2 separate regions of the Mus musculus genome follow, and region 2 is linked to region 1. A link is a contact called in public Hi-C data. All regions are on one chromosome and are shown on one strand. The core of a region is the stretch at or near the end of the contact, and the rest is flanking DNA. Distances in the headings are between cores, read along the strand shown. Region 1 has its middle 5.9 kb from the start of Klrg2. Region 2 overlaps Tbxas1 (thromboxane A synthase 1, platelet).

The links. Hi-C and Micro-C count contacts between places; a contact is called where the count stands out from the background.
Region 2: a Hi-C map of the HPC-7 cell line shows a contact between it and region 1, with 1.9 times the contacts expected there. The contact joins two enhancer-like sites. A contact is called at or near these places in 19 of 39 promoter capture datasets (the 3T3-L1 cell line, 3T3-L1-derived adipocytes, the C10 cell line and 13 more), 3 of 15 datasets of contacts at CTCF or cohesin (the G1E-ER4 cell line, embryonic stem cells and large pre-B cells), 17 of 484 Hi-C or Micro-C datasets (the Ba/F3 cell line, the HPC-7 cell line, bone marrow-derived macrophages and 3 more), 4 of 115 datasets of contacts at active chromatin or transcription factors (acute myeloid leukemia, embryonic stem cells and pancreatic cancer cells) and 1 of 9 other capture datasets (embryonic stem cells).

The regions. Positions count from the first base shown.
Region 1 is chr6:38,640,538-38,645,689 of GRCm38.p6, reverse strand. No RefSeq gene overlaps it. Among named protein-coding and RNA genes, the nearest start is that of Klrg2, 5.9 kb to the right of the region's middle. Within about 2 kb of position 3,564, at least 24 of the 459 cell types and tissues checked have an H3K27ac peak or open chromatin away from gene starts, as enhancers often do. A contact at or near this core is called in the HPC-7 cell line, where this site is marked.
Region 2 is chr6:39,020,649-39,025,946 of GRCm38.p6, reverse strand. Tbxas1 (thromboxane A synthase 1, platelet) reads right to left here. Exons shown (of 13, transcript NM_011539.3): 7 at 4,760-4,908; 8 at 2,848-2,978. Among named protein-coding and RNA genes, the nearest start is that of Gm23010, 9.6 kb to the right of the region's middle. Within about 2 kb of position 3,891, at least 7 of the 459 cell types and tissues checked have an H3K27ac peak or open chromatin away from gene starts, as enhancers often do. A contact at or near this core is called in the HPC-7 cell line, where this site is marked.

The DNA of each region.
Region 1 (5,152 bases), core at 2,315-4,814:
CTGGTACTATGACAAAATAGGAGATATTAAGCCACCCAAGATAAAAGAGGGGGAGAAGTCTGAGAAAAAGAACAAAAAACAAAGACACAGCCAGGCTTGGCAGGCTCTGGTGAGCACCCACAAAGCCACTCACTGAGAGGCACGGCGGTGCTGTCGCTCTTCCCTTAATAAACCTCTCTACTTATCTCCCACTAGGGAACCACCTGGGAGAGTGGCCGCCAAAGGTGGGGAGGAGGTGGATAGACCAAGAGCTGTAAGCCAAACGCTAGATAGACAGAGGTGCCCAGCGCAGCCCCACCATGGAAAACCATCTTTTTGCGTTTGCTTGCTCACCCACTGAAAACAAACCTTGAGTACTTGCTTGTCTGACCTACCTGTGCCCTGGCGTGAATTTTTCTCTCTTTGGAGCATAAGAATTGTAGAGACTGGGATCAGAAGGATTTGGGGGGTAGGGTAGAAATTTCCCCACCCACAGCAGAGGACAATGCTGGAGTTTTTTTGTCCAAGACTGGCTGGATCCTTGGCTTTAAGCATGAGGCAAGGCAGAATATCATGGTGAGAGAGGGCTGTGCCTGAAGTTTACTGCTCACCTTATGACAACTGGGGTGGGAGAGGCAGGGGCAGAGTACCCTTCAAAAGGCAATCCAGTGACCTGTTTCTTCCATCTGGGCCCATCTGCTAAGAGCCCATTCAGCTATGGACTCATCAATGGATTAACCCACTGATAAGGCTAACACTCTAGGGCTCCAATCCCCATTCAACAGCACCTGAAAACCAGGCCTTTAACACATGCACCTTCATAGAGGCACTTCATATCCCTACCATAACCAGGGTGTGGCTTCCAACAAGGGTGGTGTGTGTTCCAACATGCAGATGACTCAGGGAGGTGTCTCCCTTTGTGTGAGGCTCTTCTCCCGGTCTGCAGCAGGCTTCCATGCATGCACCAGGAAGGTCTGCAACAGGGTTGTCTTATCAAGCCTGTGGCTGCCTCATTGGCATGACAGATGGGAGCCACCTTTTGGGCCTCTATCAGGGACTCTTCGTCTCTACAGGCCCTGCCCAATTACAGGTGGGTCCTTTACTAAATAATAACTGCCTCATGTCTCCCAACTGAAGACAGACAGCCCTGAGAGGTGCAAGAGGTACAGGAGGCATGTGCCTAAGGAAACTTGAAAGTAAGACCTGGTCTGATGAGGCCGACCAGGACCGTTCCTCCACACCAGCCTAGGACCAGCAGAAACCAGATCAGCCAGCGTGGGGATGGTGAATAAACCTGCGAATAAACATGACCAGGTGCTGGCCTCTGCCTGGTGCCTGGTGAGAGCCATTTGCTGCATATGGTGGAGAGTATCCCATAGTAAATAAAAGAAAACCATGCCAGAGATAGCTTGGTTTTTATAACAAAGCCACTCCCAGGAGGAAGCTATTAACTCATGAGCAGATTTAAAGATTTATTTATTTATTTTATGTATATAAGTACACTGTAGTTGCCTTCAGACACCAGAAGAGGGCATCGGATCCCATCACAGATGGTGGTGAGCCACCATGTGGTTGCTGGGAATTGAACTCAGGACCTCTGGAAGAGCCATCAGTGCTTTTAACCACTGAGCCATCTCTCCAGCCCCTTCATGAGCAGAGTTAAAGATTTTGTTTAGATTATTTTTTTACACGTACACTTGCTTTGTTTGTACATATTTAAGTGTTCCATACACATACCTGCTACTGGAGTTACAGATGCCCGTGAGCCGCCACGCAAGTGCCGGGGACCGAGCCTGGATTCACCGCAAGAGCAGCAAGTGCTCTTAACCTCCGAGCCATCTCTCTAGCCCTGGTGAGTGGATTTAGCCATTCTCAGGACTCGTGGCCTGGTCACCGCCCCAAAGCCCCCTCTCCAAACACCATGAATTTGGAACCTGGGGATTATGTTCCCCACACATGAATCTGGGATTCAAAGCATTGGAAGAACCTTCCAGAGTGATTGCGAAGCGTTAGTAGGCACAGTGACTAGCTGGAGTGTGCCACCTTTGATGGAAACCAGGTTTGAAAGTCACTGGGGCAAAATTAACATGGTCTCTAGTGTGATGACGCTGTTAGCTCAGCGAGAGGATGGTGCTGGTGCTCTGAGAGGAGGGGGGGGGGTGCTGAAGCTTTGAAGGAGGAGTCTTCAGGAGGTTTGCTCTCCCCATCAAGGGCTCAGTGACATAAAGTGTGTTTGCATGGGAACAGAAAAAGAAAGCAGGTATTACAAAATTCCAGCTGCAGGATCTAGGTGAGAGGTATATTTTGGCTATCAATATTATTTATTGACAAAATATATAACTAAAGCAATGGAAAGGAGGGAGGGGGAGGGAGGGAAGGAGAGAAGGGAGGGAAGAAGGAAGGAAAGAGTGATTCTGGCTCAGTAGGAGGGCAAGTGCATCTTGGTGGAGAATGATTGACAGCGGGAGCCAGAGGCAGCTGGTCACACTGTATCCTTAGTGAGGAAGCAGCGAGCAATGACCACTGGTTCTCAGCTCCCTCGCTCCTTTTACTCAGTCCAGGACCCCAGCACATGAAGTGGTGCCATCCACACTTAGGGTAGGTCTTCCCCCCAGTTAAACCTCTGGAAAATCCAGGGGTGTGTTTCTATGATGATTCTAATTCCAGTCAAACTGACAGTGAAGACAGATTCCAACATTTTGTAGTCTTTCCACTGTCCTTAATGTTTAAATTTCATCAACTAAAAACTAGGAAGAAAGAAAAACTGAGACGCGGTAAAGCAGGCACCCTGCCTGCTGCCTGTTTGGCATTATTTATTAGCAAGTATTCACTAAGCCACTGGGTGACATCATCCCAGAAGCAGGTTAGGCATGTCAGACCTTGGGCATGTCAGACCTTGATCTCAGAGCAAGTATGTCTAGAGAGCTAGAGTCCAGCACTAAATGATAAAACAGACACGTGAGTGTGCTAGCTTCTCACGGTGCTCAGGGTTGTCCAGGATGAGACTGAGCACCATGGGGGAGGGGTGCCACTGGAGCACGGGTGTCTTGAAACCTCTGAGCAGGTGGAGGAACATAGACTAAGGAGGAGCCATGCCAGAAAGCCAGCTCTGAGGTGACCACCCACATGTCCTCGTGTGTCTCCACGGATGAGGACAGTTTAGGATGTCCCAGGGAGGTGACATAGCTGGAAATTCAAATGATCGTGTTTGTTCCTCTCCGGGGAACAGAGCTGTCGTAAAATCACTCTTAGCTCTTCTGTCTGATCAAACAAGCAGATACCATCAGCATCAGGCTTCCTTGGCCAGTGAACTCCATGGTGTGGTCAGGGTTCCTGCTGGGCCACTTCCTGGAACCAGCCAGTGATCTGAAACCGGCACTAGGGGAATCTCAGTGGCCCTTTAGCCGGGTTAAGAGACTGGCCCAGACAATTCTCTGGAACACCATTAACAAATGAAAAGTCATTCAACCTCATACTCATGCATAATTAAAGAAATGTGCATTGAAATTCAATATTTTCACCCATGTGTTGTTTAAAAGCTAAGGAGATTGATAACATGGGGCTGTGGTGAGTCTGAAGGGAATGGTCCTTACAGACTGTTTGCCCAGCCTCTGATGGGTGACTTGGCACTACTCATCACATTTGAAGTTGTGGCCACCCTTCAGCGCAGCAATTTCACTCAACGGAATCTGTTCTGAGATACTCAAGAGATGTGCTCTTTAAACAACACAGTACAAGATTGTAGATGGAGTTATCCCCACAGCATGGGCAGCACTGAGGTATTTAACCACAGTAACAGTTCAAATGCTCACCAGCAGAGGCAGACATTAAAAATAAAGATAGCGTTGATACACGGGCAGTAATGGTTAGTGAGTGCCATTACAAACACCCTGGAGGCTACAGTGCCAAACATCACTCTCAATGAGAACCAGAGATGGAAACAGGCAGCTGTTGCAGGCGCCTGAAAGCGGCAGCTCCCATGTGCTTGGTTCTCTGGCCTTACAAAGAGGGGGGTGGGGAGGGAGGAAGAGAGAGAGAGAGAGGGAGAGAGACAGAGAGAGAGAGAACGCGCTCTGGTCTCTTACCTCCTTCTGAGTGTCCCTGCTTGAGACTATATACAATGGAATGACCTAAGACTCCAGGCCAGACACTAACCCCCAACCACCTTGGAGCTTAATCTCTTAAGATTTTCACCATGGAAATGGTTTCTATCTAGTTCCCCAATTTCAGCCTGTCTCCTAGCTGATTTTAGAGTTACCGCTTCAGAACGGGAAATGGCACAGTAGCCCTAATGAGGTTCTGTTGAAACTCTTGGAGGGGAAGCTATTTCTTCCTGTCAAAGAATGCCTTGGGTGGATAACTAACATTCTAAACTACCCGAAACATAAGAGTTACCCCACTGGGCTGCTTGCTGAGCCACCACACGGAACTCCAAGTGAGGGCAAGTGAGAGAAGACGGGAGGAAGGAAGGATGGCAGTGGATGTCTGACCTTCTTTTCAGCATCTGACCCATCTCCTCCAAGGATCTGGATAACTCACTAGCTTCCATCATAGCAGTTAGAAACGGCTTCTGGCACCAAGGCTCTTGTAGCAGTGCAATGAGAGCAAAGCCTGACTCTTATTTTAAAGGAACCTTCCAGACTTGGAAGGACTTGGGCTTCCTGCCACTGGCATTTGAGTAAATGAGATGCTAACCGTGACGGTTAGTTTAAAATGTTAACCTGGCACAACCTATAATGACCTGGGAAGAGTCTTAATTGAAGAGTAATCTAGATCAGGCTGCCAGTGGGCATATCTGTGCAAGACTGTCTTGATTGGCCATTGATGTGGGAAAAGCCCAGCCCAGGTGGCCTCATTCCTAAGCCAGAAGTTTTGAACTGTGTAAGAGAAGTCAAGCTAAGCACAGACAAACAAGGAACACGAATTCACGTCTTTCTCTCTGCTCCAGACTGTGGACATGTGACTGCCCTGACTTTCCCTCAGGAATGAAATAGAACTGAAACTAGAACACCAAAGCTTAGCAAAGGAACAGGACACACAGTAAAAAGAAAGATACACGGTGTCTCGTGAAGCCCAGAAGATTGAACGAATGAGCCTGGCGCCCAGCCACGATCAGGAACCTCGAGACTGGGGCAGTATTTGCAGATCTTCCGGCAGCTGCTTCCCCGATGGT
Region 2 (5,298 bases), core at 2,642-5,141, 380 kb before region 1:
GTGTGGTGCTAAGTGCATATTAAACATGCAATAGAATCTTTAAAAAAAAAAAGATTTATTTATTATTATATCTAAGTACACTGTAGCTGTCTTCAGACACACCAGAAGAGGGCGTCAGATCTCATTACGGATGGTTGTGAGCCACCATGTGGTTGCTGGGACTTGAACTCAGGACCTTCAGAAGAGCAGTTGGTGCTCTTAACCATTGAGCCATCTCACCAGCCCACAATAGAATCTTAATGTAAAGCAATAGGTACCCTCAGGGATGGGTACATTGGGTTTGGTTTCACCTGTTCAACTGTTATTTGGAGCAGGAGGCCTTTGCAGATGAAGAGGTTAGTGACCATCAAAGGTGTCTGCTCACCACTAAGGGTTTACATACATTGAAGCTGAGGAGGCAAGGTCTCCATTTCCTACCAGCCTGTTTCCACTATAGGAAGCCAGGGCTTCCTCACTGTGCCCTGAGCCTGTCCATTTTCTATCCAAATGACTTCTTAACTGCTATTGGTCAGCATCTGGGTGGCTACTGTGGTTCCACTGCTGACCTGTCACAGTGGCCCTGGCGAAATGGAACATCCGAGGCTCCCTGGGTGCCAGGATGCGATTGGAGAAGCAAAGTGCACTGTTAGGCTGCATAGCTTAGTCCCTGAGGCTTGGCTGTGGCTTTTCCTGGGTGGATGGGGCGATGACAAGACAGCTCACAGTCATATCTACACCACATATTTTTCCAGAAGCGGCATGGTGGCTGCCATTCTTTCCTCTCATCCCAGCCCAGCCAGACTACTAAAAGGGCTGGTGAAGTCTTGCAGAAATCTGTCTTAACTGCTAGCTAACGAGGCCAGGGGAAAGGGCCTCTCTCTAGGGCTTGCGAGCTACAGAACATTAGTGCAGATGGGATTCCTTCATTCACAGAGCATCATGAAGGCCATGTGAAGCTGCCCATTTAGGATGGAAACAGGGCTGCTTTATGGTCAAATCCAAGAAAAATACTTGTCCTGATAGATGTAGGTGTCTAATCCACCCATCGGCTCGAGCTTAGAAAAATATTTACCTTTTAACATCTGTGCGGCATTTTTACTGTGCAAACACACATCTGTTTGATGGAATGTATACAGAGTTCAGAAGGGTTCTAAGTGAGTTTTCTTAGTAACTGTATAGATCTGTCTTGACATGGGCAGCCCTGGATTTGTGGTTGGGAGGTTTTTCTCGGATCAACTCATTGTTGGAAACAAATAGCTGTAAAGTTTATAGAAGGAAAAGCTTGAGGCAATCCCAGTAATTGGCTCTTTAATAACCTCTCACCTCTCAGTCACTCAGAGCAACAGTTTTGTTTTTTTTTTTTAATTTTTAGCTTGGTTTTACAGCCAGTGGGTTTCAGTGTGTGTGTGTGTGTGTGTGTGTGTGTGTGTGTGTGTGTGTGAGAGAGAGAGAGAGAGAGAGAGAGAGAGAGAAAGAGCTCTCACAAGGTAGCCCTTTGCAGCAAATGATGAGGTTTGAAAATGGTTCTTGAGCAGGGCGTGGTGGTGCACGCCTTTAATCCCAGTACTTGGGAGGCAGATGCAGGCGGATTTCTGAGTTTGAGGCCAGCCTGGTCTACAAAGTGAGTTCCAGGAGAGCCAGCCACAGAGAAACCCTGTCTCGAAAAAAAAAAAAAAAAAAAAAAAGAACAACAACAAAAGAAAATGGTTCTTTATCTCTTGTCCTTTGGGCTTCCTCCTCACACACTAGAAACATATACTTGAATGAAATTGTCCTGGCTTTTCTGGCTTTAGAGTGGGGCCAGGTATACCAGTTGGCCCACTTTCCCCCACCTCTAAGGACATTCAAGTGGAGCTGATGAAGGTATAGGCCAAGGGGTTGAGAGCTGGTATATACGTCCCCACACCTTCCCTATCCAGACACAGTTGCTACAGAGTCCCCAGGGTGTGCAGCTGAGTAGGACAGGCTGCTGCCCAAGGCTGCTAAATGCATCAAGCTACTAATTGACTTGGATTTCATTCTAGGCCAATGCCTTAACCATCAGGCCTCACGAATCCCTCTGAGCCACAGTCTTTGAGAAAACCCTTTTAAAGCTTCATCTTGCTCAAGGCAGTTAAGTGAAAGCCCTTTTAGTCCTTTTTTTTTTTTTTTTTTTTTTTTTTTGTGACTGTCTTTAGTGTGATGAGACCCATAATGGACAACTTTAATGTGGACAAAGAGTATCTCTGATGCAGGAAGATTATTTCTCATACTGAAAACCGCATACTATTTAGAGTCAAGTTCAGCCAATATTTACTTATCCCCACTATGTGCCAAGCAGGGTGTGAGTCTGTAAGGGAAAAGGGAAACACGGCAGCCTGCTAAAGAGAGCAGGGAGCCTCAATCACAAATTTTCTAGCAAGAGTCTCCATGTTGAAAGGGAATATGGGATTGATTGACAGTTGCCTAAACTTCTTGCTAATATTTATGCTATTCATGCTATAAAGCCCCATCTTGCTGTTTTTCAGCAGAAAGACTATGCTCATGAAAATTGCATGAGGTGCTGACTTAGAAAATTCTGGGGTGGGGGTTGGGCTACTGCAACCTTTGCTTGGGGGTAAGAGCCAGGTGATGGGAGACAGTCAGGGGTTGACATCCATTCAACAACTCACATCAGGGATAGGCCCATTGGTGGGACTTCTCCTATTATCCTTCCGATTCCTCCCTCCCATTGCTTTCTACTGGCTCTGGAAAGCTCAGAATGGGAGACTAGTAAAGGAGAGACCCATGTGACGTGAGGAGTTGTGGGGGAATGGAGAAAGAAAAGAGAGAGTGATGCCAAATTAGGTTCCATTCTGTTTCCAGGCTGTGTCCTATAAAAATAGTTACCTCTTCTGCTGCTTGCTGGTCCCGTAAGGCAATCACATTCCTAATGAGTGTGTTAAAAAAGCCATTCAGTTCATCTCGGTTCTTATTGGGCAGAATCCGGGCCAATGGGACCATTATGGATGGAAATGATACTTGAAAGAGAAAAACAAAAGTAGCGTTGAAGGGGGAGTGATAATGAAGCAGGGCTATTAGACTCCTGTGGCTGGGAAGCAAGCACCAGCCTTGAATCAGAGCCACTTGGGAGGCCTGTCTTCCCTGTGGACTTGGCGCTTCTCAGAGTGGGGCTTGATCTGACTCTAGCTTTCTGTTCCATTCCCTGTACATCATAAGCAATCATTAAATGCCTGTGCAATAAAGTAAGTCCTCGTGTGTACCTGGCCTTACAAACCCACTTTTACACTTAGAAATTCTTATCTCCAACCTTAGAGGGGGAAGTGTCTTTGCAGTTCATCAGGACAGAATGGGTAACTGGCTGTGTGCCAAGCCGTCACAGGGGCATAGCAGACCATCTACTTTATTGACTTTCTGGTCATTTGTATTTGTCTTTATCTGGATAAATGTCCCCACAACAGCCATCTGAATTGTCCCTAAAACATGTTGTTGCAGCTGCTGACAAGGACACTGGCTTCATCTATTGTGGATATTCCCCTGCCATGCAATATGCAGCCTGGGTTCTTAGGAGAAGGCTCCCAGGATCAGGACACTTAATATTTCCCTAGGAGATGTTCTGAGCCCAGGGATGAGGCCTTGCCACAGGGGCATGTGACTCTACTGACTCTCAGCCTGCCAAGCTGCACATAACCTTTTGTGTTGAGTCAGGCTGGAGACAGGAGATCCCAGAGCTCATACACCTCTGTTTAAAAGTGTAGAGAGCAGGGGCCTTGTTAGTGGAAGGCCTGTCTATAATTGAAAGTCCATAGGTGGGGCAGCCTTAGCCCCAGCAGACCTCCTGGACACAAAGAGGCTGCGTGACTCCACACAAATGCCTACAGGTTTCAGTGTGCTGATGTTAGAGGTTACAGGGCTTCCTGCTGAAACTGGCTCAGAGATAAGAAGAAAAGCAAGCAAATGGTCCATGATTCTAATACTCAGGAGAGTGAGGCAAGAGGGGGTGTTAATTGGAGATAAGAGAAGGTTGTATAACAAGACCCTGTCTTGAAAAAGGAAGGGGAGAGGAGGAAGAGAAACAAAAGAGGAAAGATGAGGAGGAAGATGAAGAGAGCTAGGAGGAAGAAAGGGGGGAGGAGGGAGAGGAGGAGGAGGAGGAGGAGGAGGAGGAGGAGAAGGAGGAAGAATGAAGCTGGCCAAGAAGTGACTAGACTATGCCAATATATCAGAGAGGCAGGGAAGAGCTCAACAATACAGTAACAGCAACACACTGTTTCCACAAAAGCAAGTAGATTCCAGAACTAGCTGGAAGGCAAAGACTCCCTTGTAAAATTAATCCAATGGTCTAGTCTTGTTAACATGAAGCCTCCTTCCAGTGACCCATCTGTTGATTTCATGTTTAGGAGTTGTTGGCTTCTGGTAGAGAAGTCCTCAGAAGAGGGTTTTGAGTGATGGGACAAAAACCAACTAACGAACCAACCAACCAACCAACCAACCAACCAACCAACCAACCAACCAACCCTAGGAAATGAGAGACTTTGGGTTCAAGTCTTGACTGCCTTTTTATGTATCAGTTTTCCTTTCTCATTAGGATTATCAAACAGGATCCAGGGTTACCTGTGTTGGTGATAAATCACCCCAGATTGTGACAAGAGAATTCTAGTGGCTCTAGGGAGATAAAGTTCCTGAGGGATGTCTCAGAGAGAACATCCTGGGACCATTCCTGGTGGAAGGGACTCAACCCTGCAAGCTGTCCTATGGGTGGTGATCTGGCCTCACTACCTTGGGTAGGGGCTGCACTTACAGATTAATACCAGGAGAGGCCTGGGGATACAGAAGGTGGAAGCACGCCGGCAGTGTTGCACAAAGGGATCTTCTGGAGAATTCTGGGAGTCCACCTGGGTGCCAAAGGCCACACTGGCCACCACATCTATGGTGTAACAGCAGTAACACCTGTGGACATAGAAATGCGGACAATTGAAAGATGCTGGATTGCCCTTCCCACAGCATACCCCTCCTGAGGTAGTGGAAGGGACACTTCCTGGATGAGCAGCAATAGCAGAATATGATTGGAGGCTTTATCAAGGAGCTTATGGAAGAGAAGGTGAGGGCAGGACATCACTAACTCAGGCCTTAGAACAGAGTTGAACACTAAGGCACATATCTTCCAGTGGGAGGACGCCTTCCTGTGAAGGGAAATAGGAGCCCTAAAGCCTAGGGGCTTTAGCCCCTATGCACACATAGCCCATCTCAGGCCAGAATCTAATGATTAATTAATAGCTCTCAAATTGGCATTGATGAATCAATCTCATTAGCTTGTTTTATTAGCTACCCTCCATTTTT